2 separate regions of the Hordeum vulgare genome follow, and region 2 is linked to region 1. The links are chromatin contacts, called in public Hi-C maps. All regions are on one chromosome and are shown on one strand. Each heading gives the region's core, a stretch centred on a gene start, on an enhancer-like site or on the middle of the called end of the contact. The rest is flanking DNA. Distances are from core to core; before and after follow the strand shown.

What was found. A called contact is a pair of places that touch in the nucleus more often than the background predicts.
Region 2: a Hi-C map of leaf shows a contact between it and region 1, with 6 times the contacts expected there. The contact joins the enhancer-like site here to the promoter of LOC123395590 in region 1. A contact is called at or near these places in 3 of 6 Hi-C or Micro-C datasets (leaf, seedling and an unstated tissue).

Annotation. Positions count from the first base shown.
Region 1 is chr5H:412,663,244-412,669,664 of MorexV3_pseudomolecules_assembly, forward strand. LOC123395590 (CST complex subunit CTC1) reads right to left here and starts at 3,256. Exons shown (of 16, transcript XM_045090610.1): 1 at 2,177-3,256; 2 at 1,958-2,076; 3 at 1,810-1,884; 4 at 1,629-1,704; 5 at 1,472-1,534; 6 at 1,098-1,175; 7 at 807-1,007. The coding sequence starts at 3,220.
Region 2 is chr5H:412,778,936-412,785,547 of MorexV3_pseudomolecules_assembly, forward strand. No RefSeq gene overlaps it. Among protein-coding and RNA genes, the nearest start is that of LOC123395590, 120 kb to the left of the region's middle. Within about 2 kb of position 1,801, at least 2 of the 3 cell types and tissues checked have open chromatin away from gene starts, as enhancers often do. A contact at or near this core is called in leaf, where this site is marked.

The DNA of each region.
Region 1 (6,421 bases), core at 2,006-4,505:
TTAGGTCATGAAACCGAGTAATCTCTAACTTCTGCAGTAAATACAATTAATAAAATTAACTTGTTTTTTTTCCTTGAAGAAGACCCGAAGTGCGTGTCCTTTTGCATTACAAGAAAGCATCAAGATGACATGGGTCTTACAACACAACCAAAGAAAGGAAAAAAAACAGCAACAAAAACAAGCCTAGGCTAACCAAAACGAAAGGCAAAAGAAAGCAGAAACGATGAAACCGTAGACCTAGAGAGTCCATCTACAAGCCACGTCTTTATTTCAGAAAGCTTTGTGGGAAGTTGAAACTGAAAGACATTTACCATCTCCCAGCCGTATACTTTCAAAAGTCTAAAAACAAAATGACACTTGGCAACATGGTACCCTCAAATCAGTTGACATAATCTGTTTATAAACTTGTCTGCATGCAAATCATATTCAATAATAAGCCGGCAAAAGTAAAAGCATCTGCCAACAATAATACATGGATAGTTTATGACAAGCTTCTAGGATGCCACAACAAATGCAAAATATGAGTGTTCATCTATCTAAATAAATTGATTGAGCGGGTTTCCACCTCCAATTGGTGACATCAATTTTACTTCTGGTATGTTACAAGGACACTGGAAACAGACTCTTGCAGAAATGTAGGGAAAGGCTGCGTACAATAGACCCAAAGTGGTCGGACCCTTTCCCGGACCCTGCGCAAGCAGGAGCTACATGCACCGGGCTGCCCTTGATGTTACAAGGACAGATGGACTGAATAAAAAACAATGTGATTATTTTTGAAGAAGATGCCATAAAATTTTCAAAATAACCTTCATGCATCCCACTAATACAAGGCCCAGATCACCAGTTGAAATTATCCTTCTGCTAGTAACAGGATGGGAAACCCCACCACATAGAAACTTGTTAGATCCCAGGTTCTTGCCCAGTTCTTCCGCGTCATTCCAAAATCTGAGCATCATTGATATCCACAATGATTCCACCTTGCAGATAAAATTGGCGAAGGGTATTGCCTAACCAAAAATAATTGGCAAGTGAATAAACAAAACCAAAACAAATTTATTTTCATGCATACCGCGAACAATAAAAGGAGAAACTATTACCAATTTACAAGCTTCCAATATTGATCCTGTGCTTGAACCGCCACAATCATGATTGCAGAATTTCATAAGGAAATCATGCTGCGCAACCAGATTCAGGTAAGCAATTCACACGGAAAATAGATTTTGAACAATGAGAAAGGATTCCCGAAAGACGTTTATTCTACATATTCTATATATGTTTCAGGGGGAAATATTATGGTGAGACTGAAAGGCTAGTAGAGCAAATATATATTTTGTCGAGGCAATAAGAAAGGTTGACTAGATTACTTTACACTGTGAAACAAACAGCTGTTATGCACATGCAAAAATGAGCAACACTACATCATTTACTCGTTATTTGAAACACATCACACATGTACTGCTAATGAGCTTGCCTGAGGTTCGAAACCCTTTGAAGAGGGAACTTTAGCAGCATAGGTATGAACCAATCCTTGCTTCTGTTGATACCTTGCAGTTCAAGAGATTAAGTTAAATAAATTAGCAGGAAATACAATGGGGTAATATATTATTTACTCCAGTTAGCAAAGTTACATTTTTCGAGCCCCAGATCTCTTTCTTGGAATCTAACTTGAATTTCTGTTTAAAGCACGATGTCAGAAGTAACATCCTGGAAAATGATGGAACAAAAGATGAGCATACCATGAGAACAAATATGTCCCTTTTCAATCAGGTAAGCATATCATGGAGAAGTAGAACTATCAAAAATTCATACCAAAATTTACCAGGCAGCTCCAAAAAGTTAATAGACTTGTCCAAAAGACCATTATTCTCTGCCCTTGTATGACATCTGCACCAACAGCAAAAAATGTTGAGTGATGCCAGTAACATAAGATACTGATATGCCAAAAGTCATATCTTACTTCGAGTCCACCACGGAGAAAGCATTTACAGTAATGCTAGTTTTACTGCATGTTCCAAGTAGAACAACTGTCGTCCAAGCAAAATTTAGACGAACCACTCGAAATTTCTTCACAGAGATCTACAAAAGAACCAGAACAGTCACACGCTGGCATTTAAAGCTATTTAATCAAAAAGTGAAGAAATTGCAAACCAAGGTTCAAAACAAATTAGCAACATACAACAGCGCCAACTCGAAGAGAATGTGACGGCACAAGCCGCTTATCATCAATTAGCAGCCACGCGGTCTCATCCAGCTCAACCAACATACCCTGCATGTAGATTCCAGAGACAACCCCAGTGTACACTCCACTGCACTTCCCTGGCAACTCATCCAATGGTGGAACGCCCACATAGGATGGGCACCATGACACCATTGTTTCAGTTGATGACACCAACATGGTGTACGAGCCCTTCTTCCCAACGGAGACCATTTTTTTCTTCAGCCCCGTGACAGAAACCGGCCTGCCAATCAGTCGTGCCAGTACGGGCCGCCACCTGCTTGCCAAATCCACAAAGTATACGAACTTCTCCATCTCAAACTTGTGACCGCGGTGAGATTCTGGCTGTGATACCTTGCACTGGCGGCACCCACAGCACATCATCTCTGCTATGAAGCCGACCAAGTCACCCTTCTGTGTGGCATGCGGCACACTGAACACCACGCTCACCGACCTCACAACCCCAAAAATGCGGCCGCGGGTGGCTAAAGCAGGCTCCGCGTCCACGGAATTAAGCGGGATCGCTGTCAGGAAGCTAGGGCCGGGGACGGGGACCGGACCAGGAGCATCTGCCAGGCACCATCGGACTGCCTCGAGCACGCCGACTTCGTGCTGGCGGACGGGGGGAAGGTAGTTCCAGGCGAGGACGAGGATCTCGCGACCGATGGCGGCGGGGTCGAATTCGAGGAGGTAGCAGCAGACAGAGGAGGCGGAGGAAGGGTCCGAGAGGGACAGGCAGTGGTTGCGGCAGGCGTCGGCGGAAGGGAGGGAGAGGGTGCCGGCGAGGAGGACGGGGTGGGGGATTGGCGCGAAGGGGGCGGTGGTAGGGGCAGGATTCGTGGCGGAGAGCTTAGGCTTTTTGCGGGGCTGCGAGGTGGTGGCGGCGGGGAAATGAGAGGGAGAGGGGGAAAGAAGGGAGGATGCACCAGTGGTGGGGCGGCGGAGGCGGAGGAGGTCGGCGACGGCGAGCCGGCGAGGGGTGGATGCCTCCGGCGGCGGCTCCATGGTTAGGGATTGGGACTGGGAGGGGTGTGGGTTTGGGAGGGAGGGGAGATGAGTAGGCGGGAAGTGAAACCGAGAACGAGAAGTCGAGTGGCGGTGTGGGGCCCACTTGATCGTGGGTTGACTGGTCAAATGAGCTGGGCCTCGCGTTCACCTTCGACCTTCCATGTACGCTACCGTGTGGAGGATCGCCCATTTCTGCACACGGAGGTTAAAGTTGGCCAGATCCGGCCTGGCTTGTTATCAGGGCGGAGACGGGGGACGAGCAGGGGCCTGCCCTCCCTCCTCCAAACAATCGACAAAACCTGAAATACCTAATGTATATTTGATCAATATATACTAGTATGTATGTATTTGGTCTCCTCTATCAGTGTCCATATCCAAATCCTGGTTCCATCACTGCTTGTTCAAGACTGCGAGCCGCGGTGCAAACCAGTAGGTTGGCGCATGCTCGTCGAGTTTTCTATGTGCGGCTTCGATCATTTTGTTTATGGTAGTGTTTGCTTGGGATTGTGCTGCTACTTGGCGTTGGTGGCCTCGGATCCGGGGATTGTTGACGGAGGGGCCGACTCCGGATGAAAATCATGCATCGACTCGGTCGTGGTCGGCGGTAACGGCACCCTAGGGTGTCGTCTTCCTTCTTGAAGGTATCGTCGTGGAGTCGTTTGTCCTTCCTACCATATAGCGTGTGATCTCTGGGTGAACACCTAAGATCACGCAGTGCCTGATCGGGTGACGACAGTGACTTCAACATCGTTTCCTCTTTGAAGGCGTCACGTTGGAGATCCCGACGATAGGTTCTGATGATGTTCTCGATTGAAGGTGGAGTGTGGCTTTGTGATGCTGTTGGCGGGTCTTTTTTCTTTCTTTTCTTTTTTGCGCTCCCTTTTACAGTGCTTTCCTCCTTAGAGGGCTCTTGTAAAATCTTCTTTTGATCAATGAATTTGACAGTTTTGCTGCTGACATTCGAAAAAAACAACTTCTTTTCAATAAAAGATTAAAGGAAATCGTTTATCTCCAGCCGGATGATAATAGGGACACTTACGTCGCCTCGTCCTGGCAATGCGTGTCGTGGGTGGCGTGTCTCCATCGTTTTCCTCGTCTCCCACCACTCACCATTGAAATCTTATCTCCTTGTCGGAATCCACATCTCCTTCCACCGACGCAGCAACAGAAAGCCTTCATCGGTTACCGGCCCATCGACGGTAGCCACCACTGTAGGAGCTAACCAATCACCGGCGGATCTGCAGTGCAGTAAACTACACGCAGCCCGTTGAGCCGGAGCCCGTCGGCGCTACGTTGGAGCTCCGTCGGGGCTGCAATGGAGCTTGGCCGGAGTTGCAATGGAGCTTCGTCGGAGCCGTCAATGTTGTGTTGGAGCTCCGTCAGAGTTGCGATGAAACTCGACTGGAGCTGCGATGGAGCTTCCCCGGAGACGCAACCGCTGTGTTGGAGCTCCATCAGGGTTGCACTGAAGCTTGGCTGGAGTTGCAATGGAGCTTCGACGGAGTGTCGGTGTTGCGTTGAAGCTCTACCAGATCTGCTCTACCAGATCTGTAATGGAGCTCGTTGGACGCCCTCGATGCTGCGCTGGAGCTCCGCCGGGACTTCAATGGCGATGTGTTGAAGTTGTCACGCTCGCTGCTGCTATGATCCAACGGCAACTAGCACGCTTATCGAAGGGCTGAATAGGCGGATGATTTCTCTAAAATAACATTCGGTTGATTCGTAGTAGCCCCAAAGATTAAATCTACTTATTTATCTATTCATCTTCAATCACGACGGTACAACCAATATACTCTCAAAAAAATACATACAGATTCATAGCCCACCGGCAACGACTACAAGAACTAAAGCAAGCCGAAGGCGCGCCACCGCCATCGCCCCTCCCTCGCCGGAGCCAGGCAAAACTTGTTTTAGTATTCAATAGAGAAGTCGTCGTGTTAAGGCCCCATGGGACCAGAGCACTAGAACAACAACTGTCACCAATGAAGAGTAGCGTACATCGAAATAATTCAACCTGAAGACACACGAACGTAGACAAATGATGAACAGATCCGAACAAGTCTACCAAATATAGATCCACTGAAAGCACATCTCTGCACGCCCACCGACGGTGCTAGACAAACCACCGAAACAGGGGCTAGGCGGGGAGAACATTTTTCCATCTTCATGGAGCCGTCGTCATCTCGCTTTCTGAGCATAACACAAACCCGAACAAAGCTTAAAGTAACATCTAAAAATGGAGCCCTCTCACCGACTAGGGTCGGGATCCACCACGCCTCCATGGCCCTAAGGCCACCGGAGACGAGGCAGACCAATAGTGATGCTGGCGGGAGGCGAAGAAACCTAAACTTGGGAGAGGAGGCGGCGGCCACGTGAGTATTCTTTACTAGCAGTAGAGACTGTACGTTGCAAATGGAAAAGTAAATATCGCATGATGCTAACCCAATAACCATGAGTAAGACCTAAATAGGTGTTGTCAAGACGTATCTCTTGGTATAAGATGAGAAATCTGTTTTTTTCATGCAAGATTTTGCTGAGGCGTGCATGCACTATTATCAACGGTTTATTTCATCTTCAGTTCGGCTTTGATGAGTTGTTCATTGCATTTCGGGATGGTATTGGTACGAAAGAAAGATGGATCATGCGCTATTGATTAAGATTGCACCTTAAATAGAATTTCAAGATTATTTAACACATAAAATAACATCATATTCATGTTCTACACGTTTTCTAATCGAATTTCATATATACCATGGTAAAAATGGAGTTAGGGTTTAAAAGATATGAATATTTTTAAAAGGTATTATTTGTTCTAAATGGACTGCAGGTTAATTAGAGAGATAATAGGGGATTTCCGTTAAAATGAAAAAATAATCCCTTTATATCACTTAACGGTGGAGTGAGGATTATTTACCAAAAAACAAAGGGTTTTTTTGTAAAACAGGAAAAGACGATTCATTTTGTCATGAGGTTGGGTACAAAGATTGAGCACAAGAGCTGAACTAGGGTTTGAAGATGAGATGGTGCTAGTGAAGATGTTGATGAAGATAGTCCCCCCACGATGAGAGGAGTGTTGGTGATGACGATGTCTTTGATTTACCCCTTCCAGAGCGAGGTTTCCCTAGAGGAATCGCTTCACCGAAGAGCAAAGGTGTTCCGCCTTGAGACAACGATAGTTGGTCTCGAAAGACCGCTCTC
Region 2 (6,612 bases), core at 551-3,050, 110 kb after region 1:
TAATAGCTTAATCTTTAGTGAACCACCTTGGAGGTCCGCAAGCTGCATATCAGCGATGGAGCTGCGTTGAATTTGGATGATGAGGTAATCCGTCATTTTGTTTTCTTTGACGACTCTTGTCGTGGTGCTAGAGGGGTGACGAACGTTGATGTTAAGCTCACCAATGTTATGTTATTTTTTTAGTTTTATTATGTCGTTCTTTACGTGACTTTTAATTTAATCTTTATGTTTTGAATGAAACACATATTACCATGAAAAAGGAAAAACTATAATGGTTTTTTGCGTTCAGGAGAAAAACTATACTTTTTTTGAAAAGGAGGAATACCCCATCTATAACTATATTATTATTATTACTCGAAACGGATCGATAGCTATAATATAGGTAGTTTGATTTACTGCACTTCATCGAGAACTGCTGAAAAAATAAGCACAATACAACAGCAAAATTCAACCGTACGTGGAACTGTTATAAACTCATCAAGGTAATTAAGCAAGAATCTAGACGTTGTCGTTTAAGAAAACTCTCACCACAAGAATCTTAGCTTCCAGCTCGGGAGGCTCAGCCTGTTGCTGTTGCTTGGTTCACCAGTGTCGTTACCAGAAACGATGGCAGCAAGCTGCACTCTTGGTCCATCAGAGAACCCTCTTGCCTGCTTATAAACCACATAAACAGCTAACACCTCGCATGATTGAATCCACGGGTACATATTAAAAATTACCGGACGCATACCCTAAAATCAACGGAGTGTAAATTATTCGGCACTGTCTTACTCGCACGACGAGGGGCTCAAATTTACCTGGCCGTCGCTTTCTAGTCGCACGTCGACGACATGGACAAGAACACAAGAGAAAATGATGCACATATTTCCTCAACAACGAAAATGATGCATATATTATGTTCCAGAGAAAATGATGCACATACTTCCTCAACAACGAAAATGATGCATATATTATGTTCTCTGGAGCCTTGGTGCCTATGCATATATTTTGTTATTTAGTCCCATTTTTACATGCATGTCACATGTATACTGACCAAAACTATCCTTCTGCAAGAATGAAGTTCAAATCCTCTACTAGTAGGACTACATGACATAAAAGATTCGCGCGTTGAGGGCTGTGATCCGTCTGTAATTTCCAGTGAAATTGGACAACCATTGGATGCACTTATTTGAATGTACACAGGCACCCATTGGCAAAGTCAAATTAACATTCCGTAGTCACCAAGCTAATCCGCTGCTTTGTTTTCTTCTTCTGAATGCTTCTTCTTCTTGGCTCAGGAGGAACACACCAACTTGGTTACTTTCCACCCCTGAAAATCTCAGCAGGTGGAACAAGACGCAGAGTCGTAACCACGGTAAACACATGCGGATGAATCATGAATGGATATACATCACTACAGTTGTACTTAGAGATAAACATCCCGTTGTTAACTCTCACAGGGTCAGGAGAACAATCCAAACCAACAGGTGGAGGGTGCTTTCCCCTGTTCTGCTCCAATTATGGGCGGTTTACCCTCCAGGACACGTTAAGCACTTACTTATCCATACCATACCGAAATGTGGATGGGAATATCGGCGAGTGCATGGTGTCATCAGGCAAGAACATTTCCCTCTGTGTGTGGCTGATGACGATCAGCCATTCACAATTCATGGATAAAACTATGATACAGAAGGCCTTGTGTCCCTGTCTCTCGAGAATCGCTGCTGTTGACAAGCATGAAAAGCCAGGCCATATCTGAAGAAAAAGAGAGAGCTGGTGGCTGGCGCTGCGTGATGAGTCGTTGGTGGCTTGGTGGCCGACGGAATCTTGTGTCCGGAGATGATAGGTTGCCGGGGAATCTCTTTGATATCTCCTATAGGGGACTCTGTTGTTTACTGCCAATGGAAACTTCTAGGCCTCGGATTTTGATTTTCTGACTTTTGATCGGCGACTCGAGTTGATGCCAGCGCTGATTTGACATGGTGTTTGTCGTGTCTATTTGGCATGCCCAGGTACTAAAAAAAATTCGCAGAATAACCATGCAGGGAGCACCTGCAAAAAAATTAAAAATAAATCCGATAATTACCAGCCGTCCGTTCCTATTTAATTTGATGAATAAGTCAATCTTGCTTTGAGAAGAGAGAGAAGAGTGAAGACCGCAGGCAATCCGCGTATTCTTTAAGAACTGAAGTGTAGAACAATACTAGGTCTATGGTATTTCTCAATAATACTCCTATAAGGATATATTACAACGAGGGAACAAAAGAAGAAAGAGACGGAAATTGTTTTTGGAGGCCGAGATCCATGGATGCCTTCAAATGTAAAATTCAAATTTCATGTTTTTAATTTATTTTTACATTCCAAAAAATTCTGAAAAAAATACATAGATAGATGGAGGTATAATGCACAAGTGTGTAAGTTTTCAGAACTAAATACGTTGAAATGTGGGTTGTACAAAAAACAAATCAAAGACTTTTTAACACATGATACTATTCATCTTTTCAGACCATGAATTTATCTTTTTTGTACAAGTTGCATTTCAAACTATTTTGATCTGAAATTTTACACACATACGGCTCACATCCTTGTTTAGTTGTATAGTTTTTTTCAATTTTTTTTGAAACCAAATTTTTTGAAATTTGATTTTTTTTAAAATTTTGACATTCATGAAAGCCGAGAGCCAAAACGCCATTCCCAGAAAGAGAAGACTATATAGTCTAGCTACAAATAAACAAAGGAGGTCAACTTATTCCAGTTCTGGGCAACATTGTTGTCAAAACAATTCAGAACTTAGGGCATCTTGAACGCGGATTCTTAAATTCTCGGCATAGGTCCGGGCCGCGTGGTTTTGACCGCAGAAACCATCCAACATGGTCATGTATCACTCTATCCGACGGTCGAACGTGTTTTCCCCTGTAAACCATAGACAAAGTATACGTGGATTGCTGGGGGGGGGGGGGGGATCCGGACCGCTGTCACGCTCGTGTCTGACTCTCCTGGCCCTCCCGCGCTTTCCATCCAATGCCCGCGAAGCTTGCCACGTCGCATTCATGCCTGCTTGCCGTGCCACATTCATGCTTGCCTAGAGCATGCATCGTCCGGTATTGATGCCCCCCATTTGACCGGATGGGAGGGTCGCGTTGATGGACATAACCTCCCGGGTGTCGTCGCCTCAATGCAGACGCTGCGTCTCGAGAAACCAACTCCAACTCCGGTTGCTGCGCCACATTGAAGCGGGTTGACCGTCCCTTCGCGTGGCTTGTCCGCGACTATTTAAGACGTGCATCGCCGACACACATAGCCGCTCTACCCCCTCCCTTTCCCATCATCGTCCCCGAGCCCTGCCTCATCTCCCAGTCCAGCGGCCATGCCGAAGTCCTGGTTCTTCATGCCGGCAGGCGGATGCGGTGGAAGCTCCACTCATGCAGATCTTGGCGTCTACACCCTCACTCTATTGGGCCCTTGGCATCCATGGCGCTCGGCTCCTCCGGCAAGGAGGAGATTGTCATCTCCTTCGGCAACGAGAAGGACTAGGGACCGCAGCAGCAGCAACAGCAAAGGGTGTAGTTGCGTTTCTATTTTCCTTTTGCCATTTCTTTGTAACCAAATGTTCCAGCATCCAAGAGTGATGATACCCAAGGCAATAGGTGATGGTAACTGCTCAAGAGCAAGGACATCATCATCATAAAATCAAATGCCCCTTCGCTTATCAACGATTAAGAAGTCCCAATAGGTAAGAGCAAAATTACAATCCCAAAATGAGAGGTGCATCAAGGTTTCCTCGGTATTATGGTCACATGGGGTGTAGTTGTACCTGTTGATATGGAAACCCTTTCTTTTGAGCAGAGCTTTAGTGTTAACTCTATCATGCAAAGCCAACCAAAAATAGATTTGTGTTTATGTCTATTGCCATTTTTTCAAATGTGTTGGAATATCACCGGAGCTTGGAACTTTCCCGTAAGAGCATTATACATTTGAATGGTTGAGTTTTTCTTGGGATTCAGGTTGCATATCTAAATATCTTTCCCAGATGCTTGTTGCTATTGCAACAAAAGATCTTCCAACGGTGCCAGAAACAAGCGTGTTGACGGGAGACTATTCTTGTCTTGATACTCTTCAGCAACGGCGCCAGGAATCCTTCTGCTACGGCTACGCCTTTAGGGAATTCCTTGGCAAATATGCAAAGGATTCCCCCGTGGCCTTGGAGCCTTGCGTTGGTGTTCCCTCGAAGCGGAAAGGGTGATGTAGCACAGCGGCGGCAAGTATTTCCCTCAGTTTTGAGAACCAAGGTATCGAACCAGAGAAAGGATTGCATCAACTCACAAGTACCTGCACAAACACAAAGAGCTTGCACCCAACGCTATGAAGGGGTTGTCAATCCCTTATAGATTGTTTGCAAAGTGAGAACTGAAGCAACAAAGAAAACAAAGCAAAGTAAAAGTGAAAGTGGAAACGATAGTTGTGAATAGACCCGGGGCCGTAGTGTTCACTAGTGGCTTCTCTCATGAAAGCAAGTAGACAGTGGGTGAACGAATTACTATTGAGCAATTGATAGAACTGCGCAAAGTCGTGACGTTATCTAAGGCAATGATTATATCTATAGGCATCACGTCCAAAACAAGTAGACCGATACTTTCTGCATCTACTACTATTACTCCACACGTCGACCGCTATCCAGCATGCATCTAGTGTATTAAGTCCAAAAGAACAGAGTAACGCCTTAAGCAAGATGACATGATGTAGATGGACAATCTCATATCTACGATAAAAGCCCATCTTGTTACCCTTGATGGCAACAACACGATGTGTGCCTTGCTGCTCCTTCTGTCACCGGGAAAGGTCACCACACGGTATGAACCCAAAACCAAGCACTTCTCCCATTGCAAGAATCATAGATCTAGTTGGCCAAACGAAACCCAAGACTCGGAGAGACTTACAAGGATATCAAATCATGCATATAAGAAATCAGCAAAGACTCAAATATAAGTCATAGATAATATGATCACAAATCCACAATTCATCGGATCTCGACAAACACACCGCCAAAGAGGATTACATCGGATAGATCTCCATGAAGATCATGGAGAAATTTGTATTGAAGATCCAAGAGAGATAAGAAGCCATCTAGCTATTAACTACGGACCCGTAGGTCTGAAGTGAACTACTCTCGAGTCATTGGAGAGGCGATGATGTTGATGTAGAAGCCCTGCAACTCCAAAGTCCCCTCCGACAGGGCACTGGGAAGGGTCTCCAGATGAGATCTCGCGGAAACGGAAGCTTGCGGCGGTGGAAAAGTGTTTTCGTGGATGCCCTGATTTTTTCTGGATTTTTAGGGAATTTATAGGCCAAAGAGCTAGGGCAGGGGAGCGCCAGGGAGGCCACAAGCCTGGTTGCCGCGGGCCCCCCTGGCCGTGGCAACAGGGCTTGTGGGCTCCCTGTGGGCCCACTGCCTTGGCCCTCAAGCCTCCCAATCTTCTTTCGTTTTGGAAAAAAATTATTTCGGGGATTTTATTACGTTTGGACTCCGTTCCAAAATCAGATCCGAAAAGAGTCAAAAACACAGAAAAAACAGGAACTGGCACTTGGCACTGGATTAATAAGTTAGTCCCAAAAAAGATATAAAAGGTAAACAAAACATCCAAAGTTAATAAGATAACAACGTGAAACCATAAAAAATATAGTTACGTTTGAGACGTATCACTTGTGTGTTTTGGAGTAGAAAATTTTGTAGTTATTGGAACTGATAGTAGGCTTTGTTTGACAAAGGTCTATGGAAGGGTTCAACTTTATCCACATAAACCATGACTATAGACAGTGAGTCACTTCCATCTCTGATACAGAAATGTAAATCAAGAAAAAATTTAGAGGAAATCTCATTAGACCATTTATCATGCGAGGGAAAAATTAAAGCTACTTTCCCATGCATAAGTGGGTTACCATTCACAATGCAGAAATAACAAACACATGAAATGTATGCATAGACATATAAATGGTAAATCTACTTATTTTTGGACTTTGTGGAAAATCATTTGTACGGATGTAAAAAAAAGAAAAATATATAAAAAAAGCTTTGCATAAAGAAGCTTCTGGAAGAACGTAGGCCCACTGGGGAGTGGCCCACAACCACCACACGACAAAGCACGCGGTCCGTGTTGGAAATGTGCCCTAGAGTCAATAATATTGTATTATTATATTGCCATATTCTAAGAGTTTATCTTTTATTCTATAACTGTTATGATTCTGGAATATGCGATTCAGTGGAAAACTCATATGCACGTGTGGAATGATAAACAGTTAAAAAGAGATTCCAAGTCTTTCCTTTGAGACTTGCTCAAGTGTTGCTGGTGATCATGTTTTATGGATCCTAGAGTATCTTTAAGCGTAACAATAGTCCTAAATTAACATTGAGATTATTAAGTTAGAATAAAAATCATATTGAATCGACCCTAAAACTTGTTTGTTATAGTTTGAGATAATATCGTCTTGAGTCGATTGTTACAACATGGAGAGTTAACATGTGTTATATATTCATTTGACCATGAGACTATCATAGACAGTTCTTACTATATAATGAGCTTTGGGGTTGCTTAAACATTGTTTGTGACTAGGTAATCATAACGACAACTTACAGGT